4 separate regions of the Mus musculus genome follow, and all the other regions are linked to region 2. The links are chromatin contacts, called in public Hi-C and promoter capture Hi-C maps. All regions are on one chromosome and are shown on one strand. The core of a region is the stretch at or near the end of the contact, and the rest is flanking DNA. Distances in the headings are between cores, read along the strand shown.

Region 1 (3,534 bases), core at 132-2,631, 1.2 Mb before region 2:
AACATGGAAGGCCTGGCTTGTTTGAAAAGAGCAAAGGTATCTCTCTGAAGCCACTGAACTTTTAAAAACAGTCTGCATTATAGCAGCTTGCCCTTTATCCTAACAAATACACTAAGGACAGTTTAGACTCTCAGTGGTACCTATTCCCTTATTTGTCAAACACAACGGATATATTGTATCATTCTATTTGTTCCCGGGATAATAGGTCTCCAAAGACATCTCCAACCTGAACAGAGGGACAATGTTTCCCATTGTGTGGAGACAGAAGTGCCAGTGGCAGCCCACCTCTGCACCATGCAGCTGCTGGTGGGATGCTCTGGCCTCCAGGCCCCTTGGAGAATGAGTGCAAAGTGGTTGCCAACTTCCTCCATCACAAATACTCATGTGTCAGAGATTTTTAAATAAAAAATTCAAGAACAGATGGCAAAAGAAAGACTCGTTATATGTGTGCAATCTAGGCTTTGTCTCCTATGCATGTTGCAGTCTCTGTGTGTGTGTGTATGTGTTTGTGTGTGTGTGAAACCAACATTAATGTCATTTCTTGGGGGATAATAAGCTCATTCTGCTAGCCCCACTTATGGCTAATAACAATCAACAATTATTGATGCTTTCTTCGTTGCCACCTCCTCCTCATGAATCAGCACATGAATATTTATGTCCATGCTAATCAGCACAGAAGACTGCTGCAGACAGGCGTCAAATTACACTTCTGGGTTAGAGACAGCCTCCTCTTTTTGAGGCATTTTGATCAAGAAAAACTTGGTGGGGGGCTGATTTCTTGAATTTATTTATTATTTACTTACTTATTTTTGTTAGAATGAAGAGAGAAAGTGGCTGAAAGGCTTGGGTTGAAAGTATGAACGACCTGCATGTGTGAAGGCTCAGTTACTGGATGGTAGTTTTAAAAGGTTCTGTGTACCTTGAAGAAGTCAGGCCTTCTTTGGAAGCTGGACGTTGAGAGGGGATTGTGGGATTCCCCATCTGTCTCAGTTTGGTCTACACCGTTTTCCAGAGTGGTCTCTGCTATCCCAGCCCCCATGATGGTTTTCATATGCCACTCCCACATCCGAACACAAAACAAAGAAATGTAATAAAAAGAATAAATAAAATGTTATCTAAAGAGATCATGTCTTGGCACATGACACTTTTATCTGGGGCGGGGGAGGGTAGGCTGGGGAAGGTTGGGGAAGTGTGGGGGGGATGGATGGACAAGCACCTTGTTAGAGAAATAGTCTGAAGGCTGAGAGTCTCCTCCCGTGGCCCTGTACTCGCTGGCGGTAATCCTAAACTGTAAACGTCTATCTGTCTATCCGTTTTAAACCACAACACTTTGCGACTTCCTTGTTTCACCCGCTCTGCTTTGGTCTGAACAAGCACTCTCAGTGCCACCCATTATTCTGCCGGGAGGTATGTGTCAGAGCCGGTGTGCGCGCCAGCTTCGCCAGCTTCGTGTTGGATGAGCTCGCTGTTCGGGGAGGGAGGTGAGTGGGGGTGCAGGGTTATTTCTAGAATGGCAGAGGCAGTATAGGATAATGTAGGAACGCTTTCTATCCTCAGGGTTGAAAGAAGATGGAGAAATGGCGACTCCGTTTCCAGGTAACTGTATCTGCATCTCTCCTAAGAATCCTGCTAACTCACACTGGTGTAGAAGTTACCATGATTGGGTCCCGTGCTGATTTGTACCTGTGTTAAAGCACTGAATCCTTTGAAGTAGATGTAGTCGTTGGCTACAACAATATGTGTGGTGGTAGCTGTATGACTCAAACCTACCTAAAGTTCTTAGCCACTGTAAGAGACTATCGGAGGCTGACTGAGGTCAAAGAGCCACTTATGTTTTGTGCCCTGGCATATGACTTATCCAGAGGCTCTTTGCTTTATTGCCTCAAAATCCTTCTCCTGGCCAAGCCCTGTAATCTCAGAGCCACAGTCAGTTCAAAGAGAGGATGTAGGTCTTCTCCTATTGTCTGACCGGCACCACTTCTTCTTAACACGGGTCAGTGCTGAGAGTGGCTACTGGTGTGTGAGCTAATGTTCTCTCTCTCTCTCTCTCTCTCTCTCCCTCTCCCCCCCTCCTATGAATCATGGCGTTCATGTCCTTAAATCAGTCATCCCTTCACATGACCAGCCCGGCAGACAATACAGTGGGTATGAGTACGGAGCTGCAGGCTGGCCACCGGCCAAGGGCTCCGGGTGGGAAGAGCAGGATTGCTGCCTGGCTCTGAGCCATGTCACATGCAGCAGGGCTTGGGTGGCTCTCCAGGGGACTCTTTCAGGCATACGAAACAAAAAGCAAGGGCCACACTCAAAGTTAAAAAGCTCTGTCACTGTTGGGTTTTCCTGTGGTTATTTTCCAAGAAAAACAAACAAACGTTATGACTGCTCTACTTTTGAAAATAAGTAGCAAGAAATTTGAATGTTAATCCACTGGCAGTAAAAATGTACTCTGTGGTTCTATGTCATAAGCAGTCACAGACACAGAAGTCTAGACACAGTTCTGTCCTTTCCAACTACGTGATGTTGGTCAGTTCTGTGAATTCTCTGGGTTTCGTTGTGCCTTGGAACCAGATGGAATACATTTATCTCGTAAGGATGCTCTTATCCTTAGTTCCTAGCTGAACCTGTTATCACGAGAGAGGTAGTGAGGATACAGTGCGAGAAAAGATATTTCTAGAATGACAGACCCAGTGTTGGGTATATGAAGGGTCTCTTTGCCTCCTGAAGAAGGGAGGCGGAGAAAACTGGAGATGCAGGGTTGTAGATTTGGTGTATTGCTTGTATTACGTTAATTGGGTTCCCAAAATTACATGGGAATTCGCACGTCTGCATGTAGGACGCGGAGGGTCCCTGCCCCCAGTTGGCTTTGGTTAGGAAATAAAGTTGCCATCGACCAATGGCTGGGCAGGGAGACAGAGGTGGGACTTTTAGGATTCTCAGGCAAGAGAGAGAGAAAGGAGAATCGCCATGCCATGAAGGGAATAAGATTTGGGCTTGAGAGCTGCAGGAAGAGAGGCATACTGGTCGTGTAGGAGATGCTTACGGTGGAGATGGGGTCTGACTCAAGAAGAAGGAAGAGACAAGAGAACAGGTTCTCTCTGAACCTTGAGAAGGAGCCAGCCCTACTGACAACTCGTCTTCCCTGGGTGTAGGAGTCTCACACGGTTGACCTCCCGATTGTAAGCGCATACACTCGTTCTTCTGATTCACAGCAATACAAGGTCGGAAGCAGCTAAAGAAGGGGACATGGTCGCTGACCCTCACTCTCTATTCTTGCTCCTTTTGCTTAGTACTTACTTTTACACCCTAGTCAGAATTATGAAGATAACTGCTGCTTGCAAAGTTGTCAAGATTTCTGAAGCTAAGCTAATAGCACCTTCACATTCACCAGGCATTTCGCAAGTCCTTACCTCGTACTGGCTATTTGGTTCTAGAAACTTCTCAAACGTCCATTGTCACATTGAGCCAAAATTCACCTCCACCTCCCACCCCCATATGGTTCTAATTTCACAACCCATCCATCCAGTCAGTACCTGCAGC
Region 2 (3,547 bases), core at 170-2,669:
ACACCCATTATGTATATACGTTGCTAGACTTGTAGCTGCATTCCATTTTGAGAGGTACTCATGAAAATGGCACTGCTCTTTTATTTCAAATCTGCTTATTACTGATATGGAGGGGTGTGACTACTCTTTGTGTATTAAGATTGTATCCTGGAGGCTTGGTATAATTAGCTCTACCTCTACCCCACATCCCTCCCTCTCTTCTACTGATTCTGTACACTCTCAGTCATGTCATCTGCAGTTTTCCCACCTCCTTCCTCAATCAGTATGCTTCTTTTTCTCTCCTTATTGCATTAACTAGGACTTCCACCAGAATTGAGAAAGAGTCACAAGAGGGGACATCCCTGCCTTGTTCCTAATGGGACTACTTTCAAGATTCTTAGCATTAAGTACATCAGCCTTAGGCTATTTGGAGATACTGTTTACAATTTCTATGGTACAGGGTTTTGTTGTCTTGCTTTTTCTTGTTGGGTTTTGTTTTTTGAGAATTTTGAGGGTTTGTTTTATGTTCAGTTTTGTCAAATGCTTTGTTATTATAGCTACTGATGCAACCATGTAGGTTTTTTGTTTTTTTTTTGTTTGTTTTTGATTAGCCTGTTACTATTGTGACAGAGCAAGACAATGCAGAAGTTTCTCCATCTTGTATTCTTGCTGAGGCCATTTTAGGTTTGACTACAATTTTATCTCATGGACGAGAGTCGCTGTGAAAAATTACCCAACTCTATTCTAGGAACCCGAGGTGATGATGCCCAGCTAGCCAACCTTAGCTACTGTGCAGAATCCCACTCCCTCCCTCCAGCCAACTTTTAATGCTTAGCTTCCGCTAAACTTCTTGTTTACCAGGCTCAAATACTACAGGCGAGTTCTTTTCTTTATTTTTTTCAACTATTCCTCCCCGATCACACTAGCTAAAATTGTCTTAATGGTCCTGAAAGAAAACGACTCCTCATACCTCACCTCCGTTAGGGCAAAATCAAAAATAAAAACCCTGCAAGAAAAAAAAATGAGGAATGATACATTAGTTTCTCCAAGCCTTTTTTACAAGTGGATCTTGTAGAAGCCGTCTGGCTCATGAGCCAATTCCTGCCTCCTACTTGCCAACCTCTGGGTCCAGCTTTTTTCCCCCCGGAATTCCTTTACAACCGCTCCTAGGCCAGTGGTTTCTGCTCACATAGCTCAAGACCCTTTCTGTCCATAGGGCCCGCCTGCCTCGCAGCCTCACCCAATCAGAGCTCAGGCAGGAAGTTGACCAGCCCTCGTAGCATTCAACTTCCCGGAGCTTAGCTCCACCTCCATCACGTGACTCTACCCACCCTGCCCATCTCTCTCAAAGGAGGGCTCCGGGGGCAGCTCCGCCCCACGCTCGCTGATTGGTCGCTGTTTGCACGGTCTCCTGGGTGACGAGAACGCGGTAGCGGGGCGGGGGTGTTCTGTTGCGCCTGCGCACTTACAAGAACGGGGGTGTCGCTGGAGCCTTTGAAATGAAGGTAAATAACTTACAAGTGCCAGCGGATTGAGAAGATGTGGCAGCCTCTGTATTTCCTAAACTCTCGGAGCGCGACTCTGAGGAGTTTGTGTCCCTGTCCCTCCGCGGAAGTGCTGAGGATAGAGGAATGAGCTCCGGGAGCGGGCGGGAGGGGATGATGGGCTTGTAAGGATGCAGGGAAAGGAAGCTCTGGAGAGCGGGCTGAGGGAGGCCTGTGCCCTCTGGAATCTGGTAGAAGCCTGATCTGAGTACGCCCGAACTACCGGTATCGCTACCGATTTCTTGTAGCTTAATCCTGGGCAAACCAAGCCACTGGCCCAGAGCCCTAGGGAGAATCAAAAGTCTCTAAAACAGTCATCAAGAATTACTTGGCCTGTGACCTGTCCGGTATGCAGAGCCCTGGTCGCTAGAACACATGATGGAGAAATCTGCACACCTGTGTGCGTCCTCCACTGCACGCAGGTTTTCTGATTGGGTTTGTTGTGAATTCCACAGGGGCAGCCGCTGCACTCCTGTGATTTACCTCAGAGGTACTTACCCCCGCACTGCTCTGACAAAGAAATGGAAACACCGAGTTTAAAATGGTTTCAGCTTTCCTAAAGCTTCACTGTAGCTCTTGTGTGTCCATTGGAATTGGCAGATAACTTTGCATGATTCACTTTCTGGTGTGTCGGAAAGGAGTAAATACTATTCTCTTTACAGTTAAGTTAACCGTGACCTGCAACAAGCAAACCTTTTTGCTGTTCTAGGAAAGCTGTAACTTTTATCTGAGTTGTACCTAGAACCGATATAACTCTGTGGAAGAAAACTAACCTGTAAGATTACAGCCCAAGACAGATCTGCCATGAAAGGAATAGAATCAGGTTTAAGGACGATGTATTCCCAAACTCGCAGAAGTAAGATGGTCTAGAATACGTTGAGTGAGTGTACGTGCTGGAAAAAACCTGTGTGTGCTTGGCATCATAGCGCACCTCTATCTTAAGTTGCGATTCCAGGACACAGGCTTTCGGGAGATGGGCATTTATTCAGATAGCATTGGAGGAGTTGTGTTGTCACTCAGATTCAAGTCTTCAGCTACAGTATCTAAGCTGCATCTACCTAGATAAGGGTGTGCTTGATTAATCTACAGTATTTAAAACTAATATTTTTCATCTAGGGTCATGTTCCTGAGTATTCTAGAATGTAGCAGTCTGATATAAGAATAATATAAGTCAATGAAATTTCAAATTTTTAACTTATAACAACAATAAAATTGTTTAAAAAAAACAAATAACATTGTGATAATACAGTTTGTTTTGCCGAGTATCTCCAAAATTTGTATCAGCATCTAACAGAAAAAATACCAATAAAGCCAGCATTCATTGGTAGCAATGAATCAGCCCACGCCTTTAATCCCAGCACTCTGGGGCTAGAGGCAGGTGGATCTCTGTGAGTTTGAGCTTAGTCCTATCTATATAGTGAGTTTCAGGGCAGCCAGGGCTATATAAAGAGACCTTATCTGAAAACAAACAAATTATCCATGCTATCATTTGTGTTTCTAATAGTCTTTGAAATCTGACATATAGAGTTACAACTAATGCAGATATGAGGACCTCAGTAGGTTGAATCAATGTAAAGTTTTCCCAAGTGACATATTGCCCAGCAAATATGCAATGTAAATATGTGACAAAGAAGTAGGTTTAAGTAGTGAGTAAATGAAGATAATTTTAAAGGGACTGTAAGCATCTTAGGTCTATCCAAGCTTTTTAAATAGTAATTTTGTTCAACGTAGTCCCCCAAATCTGTGTCACATTTAATAAATTCATGTTTAAATTCTTTCGGCATGCATAAAGCACTGTGGCATGTTTTTATAAAGTTAATAATTGAAGACATTTAAAAAGCATACACTTTAATACCAGAACCCAGATGACAAAGGCAGGTGGATCTTTATGAGTTTGAGGCCAGCCTGCTCTAAATAGCAAGTCCCATACAAAGCTACATATTGAGACCCTGTCTCAAACCAGTCAAACAGAAGAACAAAAAGAGTTCTCTGATAATCTCTCTTTTGCCTTGAAGTCTGTTCTA
Region 3 (3,345 bases), core at 841-3,340, 1.1 Mb before region 2:
ACCTGTCTCTATAACTGTCCTAGTAAGCCTGCCCTCTCCCTTCTCTCTCTGCACTGTTCTCTCCTAAGTAGCCTCTCTTTCCTCTCTTCTGTTCTGTCAAGTCTTTCTCTGATTCATCACTTTGTCTGCCACTCAACTAGACATCACTTTCAAACATGGGTGCTTCCTTCTACAAACTAACCTTACCTTCACTGTTTGGGATTAAAGGTGAGCACTAGGGTTGTGTCTGTATCCCAGCCAGAGGGGTTAAAGGTGTAAAGGTGTGTGCTAAAACTGAGTCACACCACAACTAGAAACAGGTTTCTCCAGTAAACAACTTAAGCTCAGAGTTCAGAGTATGATTAAATATCCTGCAACAAAAGGCACTTGCCACCAAGCTTGACAACCTGAATTCGATCCCTAGGACCTCTATGGTGGAAGAAGAGAAATGACTTCCTAAAGTTATCCTTGTATTTCCATATGTATGGCACAGCACACACACACACACACACACACACACACACACACACACACCGTAGATAAATGTAGTTTTTTAAAATTTCAAAATTGAGACATAACTTATAGCTGGTAACCATGGTTCTAAGTTTTGACGAGCACCTGGATCCAGGAAATCACAAACCCAGAGTCGCTTCCCTTAACCCCCAGTGACCTTTGCAGTGAATCCCCATATCCAGTTCTGGAAAATACTGATTTGTTTTCTTTCTTTGTGCTTTTCTTAGTCAGTGTCTGTCAGACCCAATGTCTGTCAGAGGTCTGAATTCTTTCACTCTATGGGATGGTTGTGAGCTACATCCATGAAGTTGTATACAGTTCTTCATTCTCACTGGGCTGTGTAACTCATGGCTTATCGATCATCATTTATGTATATGATTTAGAATGAATATACCACTACATATTTATCCATTCTATTGTTGGCAATCTGGATGTGTATGGTTGGAGCTTTTTGCGACTAAATCTGCTAGAAACCTTTTAAAAAGTTGTGTGTGTGTATGTGTGTGTGTGTGTGTGTATGTTTGTATTTTGCCTGCATACATGTCTATGCACCATGGATATATATGACAATGGAGGTCTGAAAAGGATGCAGGATCCCCTGGAACTGGAGTTTCAGACCATCCTGAGCAGCCATGCTAGTGCTGATAATCAAACTTAGGTGCTCTGGAAGAACAACCCGTGCTCTTAACTGCTTTGGATTTTTTTTGTTTAATTGTTTTTTCTTTCGTTTTAGGGTTGTTTGTTTGTTTGTTTGCTTGTTGAGACGAGATCTCACACTGGAACCCACGGTGAACTGGAACTCACTTTGTAGGCCAGGCCCTGAACTCACAACAGTCCCAACAGTCGGGACTGCAGGAGCGAGGAAGGCATCATGTGCGGCTCAGAACCATTCTTGCTTGTGCTTCCCCGTGCCCAGCCAGGTGTGCACATACATCACCCAGCTGACCTGGAATTCTCGTTTGTGTGTGGCGACCTCAGGCGGATGAGTCGACATTCTTTTTACATTTTCTAGTGTGAAAATCCAGTTGACCCGGTGCCTTGAAATTACAACTCGTCCTTCCGGTTGCTCTTCTGACATAAACTGTCTTTGCAAGTGTTATCTCATTTCTGGCTCGTTGGTCTATTTGATTTATTTCCCACTTGGCTCTTCTTTTTCAAGATTTGTTTCCCCCTCTGCTATTCTCTAATTTAATTTACATTTTGAGATAGGATCTCCCTATGTACCCCTAGTTAGTCTAGAGTTCACTATGTAGATCAGATTGGCCTCTAACTCACAGAGACCTGCCTGCCTCTGCCATGTGGCTACTGGCCTGCGCCAATGTGCTCTGCTTCCCAGCGCAGTCAGACTAGCATCTCAGGTGTGATGGGCACCAAATGCATACTTGATGTTTGCTGGAGGACCCTGGGTATGTAGGGCCTAGGAGACTAGAGTAAGGCGAGCCTCCAGCTCTCCTAACAACAAAGCACTCCCCAATTGCCTGGCCCTCCGGGAAGCACACCCACTAATGGCGAGTCTGGAACCGGGCGGGGCTGCTGCACGTCCTCTTCCCTCCGGCTCTCTGACTACGCCTCTTTCCCCGCCCTCTCCCCGCCCCTCCAGAAGGGTGACCCGGCCTCCTCCGCCCGGTTGTGACTGCTGCGGGATGGCGGCGGCGACACCGACAGAGACACCGGCTCCGGAAGGCAGTGGCTTGGGTATGGACGCGCGACTGGACCAGGAGACCGCGCAGTGGCTGCGTTGGGACCAGGTAAGGGCCGATCTCCGGCTCTTCGGTTCTCGGGCGCCGTGGCTTGTCCGGCAGGGAGCCGGGCCCAGCTTCCTTCTTTCCTTCCCTGCCTCGCCACACGGTGCCTGCTCGGCATAAGCTGTTGCGGGACTGGAGACAGCTGTGTGGCTCGCCCGGCTGCTAGACCCGGTAGAGGAGCGAGCTGGGGGGCGGGGAGTGGGGTGGAGAGTGAATGTAGCGGGCCTGGGACCCGGGGTAGTCCACGCACGAGAAGGTTTTTGAGGTTCTGTGATGGGCTGAGCATCTTCATCCATTCAGAATCCGCTCTGTCCCGCCTTTCCCGGGACCTGGACTTCTCCACAGTCCAGACCACCTTTTCTGATTTCATGGATACTACCGGGTCCCTGATGGGCCAGGCTGACAGGGAGTTTTCCAGAGAACATACACTCCACTGGGAAGGTGACAGGGAACGCTTTGGCCCCAGCTGCGCCTTTCCCCTGTAATGTCTTAGTCAGTCGGCCAGCTCCGGACATCACTTCCTTTGCCCTCTACAAGTTCTCTCTGACCTGTGCTTTCGCGTGTCCTGTTGCTTTCCCGCAATGTTCCTCTTGCCGGTGTTCTGCTGACTTTATTTCTCTTGTCGTTTTTCCTGTGTGAACTTAGCGGATCTTTCCTGTCTCCCAAGTGCAACTCAAACTCTCTCTCTAGACAGCCCAGGCCTTTGGTTCCCTGCTCTTCCTGGAATTGAAAGACAATCCCTTACAGGCTTGTTTGTTTAAAATTTGTCGGTATCCAGGGCTGACTTCAGGAGGTGAGACCCACGCAGATCCACTGAACCTGTACTCAGGGAAGGGCCCAAGCCGTATTTTAAAGCACTACTTTGAGATTCTCTATTGTTAAACACGGAGTCTTTCGTTCTAATTGTGCACTGGCCCCCCCTGAAAATTATGTAGCTGGTGCTGTGTGTCTCTGCTGCTTTCCGTGGTCTATAGTACCGTAGTACCGTAGTGCCGTACTGCATGTCTATAGTTGGTCCCTGAAACATTTGGTGACTGGATAGAGGCTGGAAGGCTCAGCAGAGGCCTTTGCTCGCTCACACCTAGAAAATGAATAGTCAGGCCATCCT
Region 4 (3,404 bases), core at 4-2,503, 1.0 Mb before region 2:
GATAACCTGATCTTTTCCTGCGGAGCATTTTCCACGAACCAATCAACACTCTTTTCCTTAGACTATTCCTGGCTATATCTATTCTCATTCATTCTCTCTCTCTCTCTCTCTCTCTCTCTCTCTCTCTCTCTCTCTCTCTCTCTCTCTCTCTCTCTCGATCTGAAACTAGGAAGACAAACTATGGTGTAATAAAGAATGAACTAACCCCACATGGCAGCTACGGAGGGCTCTAGATACAATCCAAGCCACGTGCACCGCTCACTTTTCTTGGATCCCTTCTGCTCTTTGGAGTGAGTCTGCCTCTTTAACTTGCGGGAATGGTGCTTTGAGAGGTTTCTGTGGCTCTCTGGCGTGCACACAGACGCGCAGTGCGTGCGTGTGTGTGCTCCGCACGCAGAGAGGGAAAAAGCGCGCGGTCCGGGCTCTGCGTCACTCCCCGCACCTGGCCAGAGATGGGTTTAGTAGAGGCTAATCCGCGGAGGGCACTTCATCCCGGGTGTTTCTCTGAGTCCCCGATTTTGCTGCCTGGAGTGCCAGCGTCCCATCCTGCTTCGGTTCCTGGTTCCCCCCACCAGCCCCCATCCTGCCATTCGACCCCAATGCAAGAAGGATGAGGCGGGGGAAGGGCTGGTGGCTGGGTGGCCTGCGGGTACGCTGCGCAGTGATCTCCGGGTCCGTTTCGGAGGGTGCGTGCAGAGAAGCAGGATCCCTCAGGGAGCGCGGGCTCCGCTGCCACCTGCTGAGAACCTCGCACGCCAAAACAGCCTCGGGCAGGGCTACCTGCTATAAATAAGCGGTCAAGAGCCCGGTGTGTGACCACACATCCCGCCGGGAGGGCCATAATCACTTGTGAGCACGCAGGGAATATTCCGGGCCAGGACTTCGCGCTGAGGCTGGATGGGGTGGCGATGCTTGCACCTTCCCCGAGCTCTCGTGGGGTGGCGCCTGGTGGCCCCTGGGCGGGCTGAGGATGGACCGCTGGGGAGCGAGGGGAGGGAGGCCGCGGAGGACCCGCACTGCAGCAGCTGTTGCTCGCCTGTGACTCGCCAGTCTGGGCCGAGTCGCCTAGCCAGAGTCGCTTGGTGCGGAGGGGAAGGGAGGGCATCTACTCCTGTTCTTGGCTCCCGGGGGACTCACTAGGGAGATTCCGGCTGCTGTCCCCCTCCCCCGCCTCTGCTTTCCCCAGCGCTCGCCCAGCCCGGGAGGAGGAAACGCGAGCGAGCCGCGCGCAGACACCTCCTCCTCCTCCTCAGCTGCTGTCGCCGCCGCCGGCCACACCGCGGTGCCTGTTGCTGCAAGCCACCTCGGACCGACCGTCTCTTCAACCCGCAAGAGAAGCAGAGACTGTGGAGTGGACCCCCACCCCAGCAGCGTGGGGCGGCAAGAGCACAGCCAGCTGAGGACCATGGACGCCCCGCCCGCCCAGGCCATCTTCTGGGTGCCCGGGAGCACCTGCGCGCCCTAGCTCAGCCCGGAGTTCTGAGCGTGCCACCTCACTGGTAGGTTCCACCTTGGGTCCTTAGGGTGCGGGGCAACCCTCCACTTCCAGCATGCCCCTGAGCTCCCTTGCTGCAGAGAAGGCGCGGTCCCGCCACCCAAGGGCGTTGCTGCCGGGTCTCTTGGGGTGCTCTGGTGGGGGAGGGGGAAGAGGCGGGATTTCAGAGCTACCTTGTTGTCCTCTGCTTGGGGGTGGGGGGGGGGGGGAGAAACCTTGATGCTTTCTGCGCTGCGACGAAGGTGCTCAGGTCCCCTGCTCCTCCTCCTTGCATATCCCGCCCCACTCCCTCCCGCCAAATATCACCGGGGCACAAGTGTTTGTAAGGCATCCAGCTCGGACGAGGCCGGTCAGAGTGACCCCAGGCCGCCTTTTGAAAGTTCAGGGTACTTTGCAGCGGTAACTTTGGCAGCTTCTCGGTGCACGCAACATTTCTTTCTATGGGCACATCCTGTGCTGGTCATTTTGAAACCCGGCTTGATTGTTTCCTAGCAGCTTCCGGGTTGCTACGTGAGTAAGAGGCTCACTCTAACTTCACAGGTTGCTGTTCTCTTCTTTTCTAAAAGATGTGTCGTTCTGTTTGAACCCCACCTAGGTGTGGCGTTCCTGGTTGTGATTTTATTTTAAATGCCTTGTTCTCCGGAAGTTGCTTAAAAAGGAAAAGAAATTGAAAGTGATGAGTGTTTCTCTCAGCAAACATCTTCAGCGCCCTGGTACTGATGATGGCAGGCATTCACCTCCTACGTACAACCCTCCTTCGTCCTCTTAGTGGCTGCAAGCCGTTCTTCTATTTAGAGCCAGGTGTTAGAAGGGAATTTTTGAATGACCTAATTTAAATGGGTCACACCCAGGAAGCTCAGCTGTCTCTACAAGTCTAAACTTCTAAACTTTTTGCGTTGCACCTCCATGGGCAAAGATCCCTTTTAAGACCCCCTCGATGTGAAGTGGGATTCCCATGAGTTGGAGAATGGCCACACTTAGGCTTTATTGTTTGTGGAGCCTGCTCAAGGTGGGAGGGGTGGGATGGGAGAAGGAGAGGGCAGCTGTACCCAAAGGTAGGAATGTATCACTTTTCAGGGTCTCACTACCTTGCCTGAGAGCTCGCTGAGGCTAGCGAGTTCTTTTCTCTTTTCTCAGCATTCACGGTGCCCCCCTTCTGCAGAGTCAGTTCCTCCCTGGGAACCCTGAGGACTTTCTTAAGGAACCAGGAAGAGGCATGAAAAGTACATAAACGGGTGGGTGCTTTGCAAAACTCTTAGCAATGGGAAGCTGAGCCTCTGATGTGCCTGTCTTTAATGTTCGTTCCTATCAAGTTAAAGGGACCAACTCTCTTAAGTTTATCTGTAAGAAACCATTGATGTGCCGTGAGCTCTACTGTGTGGTAGATGCTGCAGTGAGTTAGCTGGTACCCCATAAAAGGCTGCATGTATGAACTAATGACCAAGGGACCAAATGTGGTGCAATGGACAGTCTGAAACCAGCAGAGGACCATTAAAAGGGATGCTTTTGGGGGGGGGTGTGGATTTGTTCAGTCATTTACAAACCCATAGAAAAGGGGAAAAGCTTTGGTGTAGTTATGACTTATTAATACCAAAGGAGAGCTTTGCAGTGGGCCTCCCTGACACAACCTACCCTTATCTGTCCCAGGAGAGCTCGAGGGTTCCCTGATAACCCTTCTAATGTATAAGAGCCTTCTAACATACAAGTCCCAGTACCCGAGGAAACCTGGAGGCGATGGATGGGTGTCTGGAGGAACACTGACTGCCCCCCTAGCCCTTCACTACCTAGCCTTTGTTAATCTCTGATCCTTCATTCCTGGAAGACCTGGACTAAGAAGGCCCCAGCCGAGGTGCAGAGCCAGGTGTTGGTGGGAGCTACTTTGTGACCCATTATTTTCTAGGGTGTGCCC

Evidence for each region. Promoter capture Hi-C pulls out the DNA fragments that hold promoters and counts their contacts. A called contact is a pair of places that touch in the nucleus more often than the background predicts.
Region 1: a Hi-C map of CD4 T cells shows a contact between it and region 2, with 5 times the contacts expected there. The contact joins the promoter of 5830416I19Rik here to the promoter of Wdr19 in region 2. A contact is called at or near these places in 1 of 39 promoter capture datasets (pre-B cells) and 1 of 484 Hi-C or Micro-C datasets (CD4 T cells).
Region 3: a promoter capture Hi-C map of pre-B cells shows a contact between it and region 2, with 4 times the contacts expected there. The contact joins the promoter of Pgm2 here to the promoter of Wdr19 in region 2. A contact is called at or near these places in 5 of 39 promoter capture datasets (the 3T3-L1 cell line, embryonic stem cells, hippocampal neurons and 2 more), 2 of 115 datasets of contacts at active chromatin or transcription factors (both in embryonic stem cells) and 1 of 9 other capture datasets (adipose tissue).
Region 4: a promoter capture Hi-C map of stem cell-derived epiblast-like cells shows a contact between it and region 2, with 4 times the contacts expected there. The contact joins the promoter of Tbc1d1 here to the promoter of Wdr19 in region 2. A contact is called at or near these places in 9 of 39 promoter capture datasets (the C10 cell line, the SN4741 cell line, embryonic stem cells and 4 more), 1 of 484 Hi-C or Micro-C datasets (CD8 T cells), 1 of 115 datasets of contacts at active chromatin or transcription factors (pancreatic cancer cells) and 3 of 9 other capture datasets (adipose tissue, embryonic stem cells and liver).

What each region holds. Positions count from the first base shown.
Region 1 is chr5:64,043,592-64,047,125 of GRCm38.p6, forward strand. It overlaps 5830416I19Rik (RIKEN cDNA 5830416I19 gene), which reads left to right and starts at 1,382. Exons shown (of 3, transcript NR_045384.1): 1 at 1,382-1,407; 2 at 1,558-1,596.
Region 2 is chr5:65,198,277-65,201,823 of GRCm38.p6, forward strand. Wdr19 (WD repeat domain 19) reads left to right here and starts at 1,420. Exons shown (of 37, transcript NM_153391.2): 1 at 1,420-1,484. The coding sequence starts at 1,479.
Region 3 is chr5:64,090,849-64,094,193 of GRCm38.p6, forward strand. It overlaps Pgm2 (phosphoglucomutase 2), which reads left to right and starts at 2,091. Exons shown (of 14, transcript NM_025700.3): 1 at 2,091-2,240. The coding sequence starts at 2,136.
Region 4 is chr5:64,159,007-64,162,410 of GRCm38.p6, forward strand. It overlaps Tbc1d1 (TBC1 domain family, member 1), which reads left to right and starts at 1,254. Exons shown (of 22, transcript NM_001310611.1): 1 at 1,254-1,499.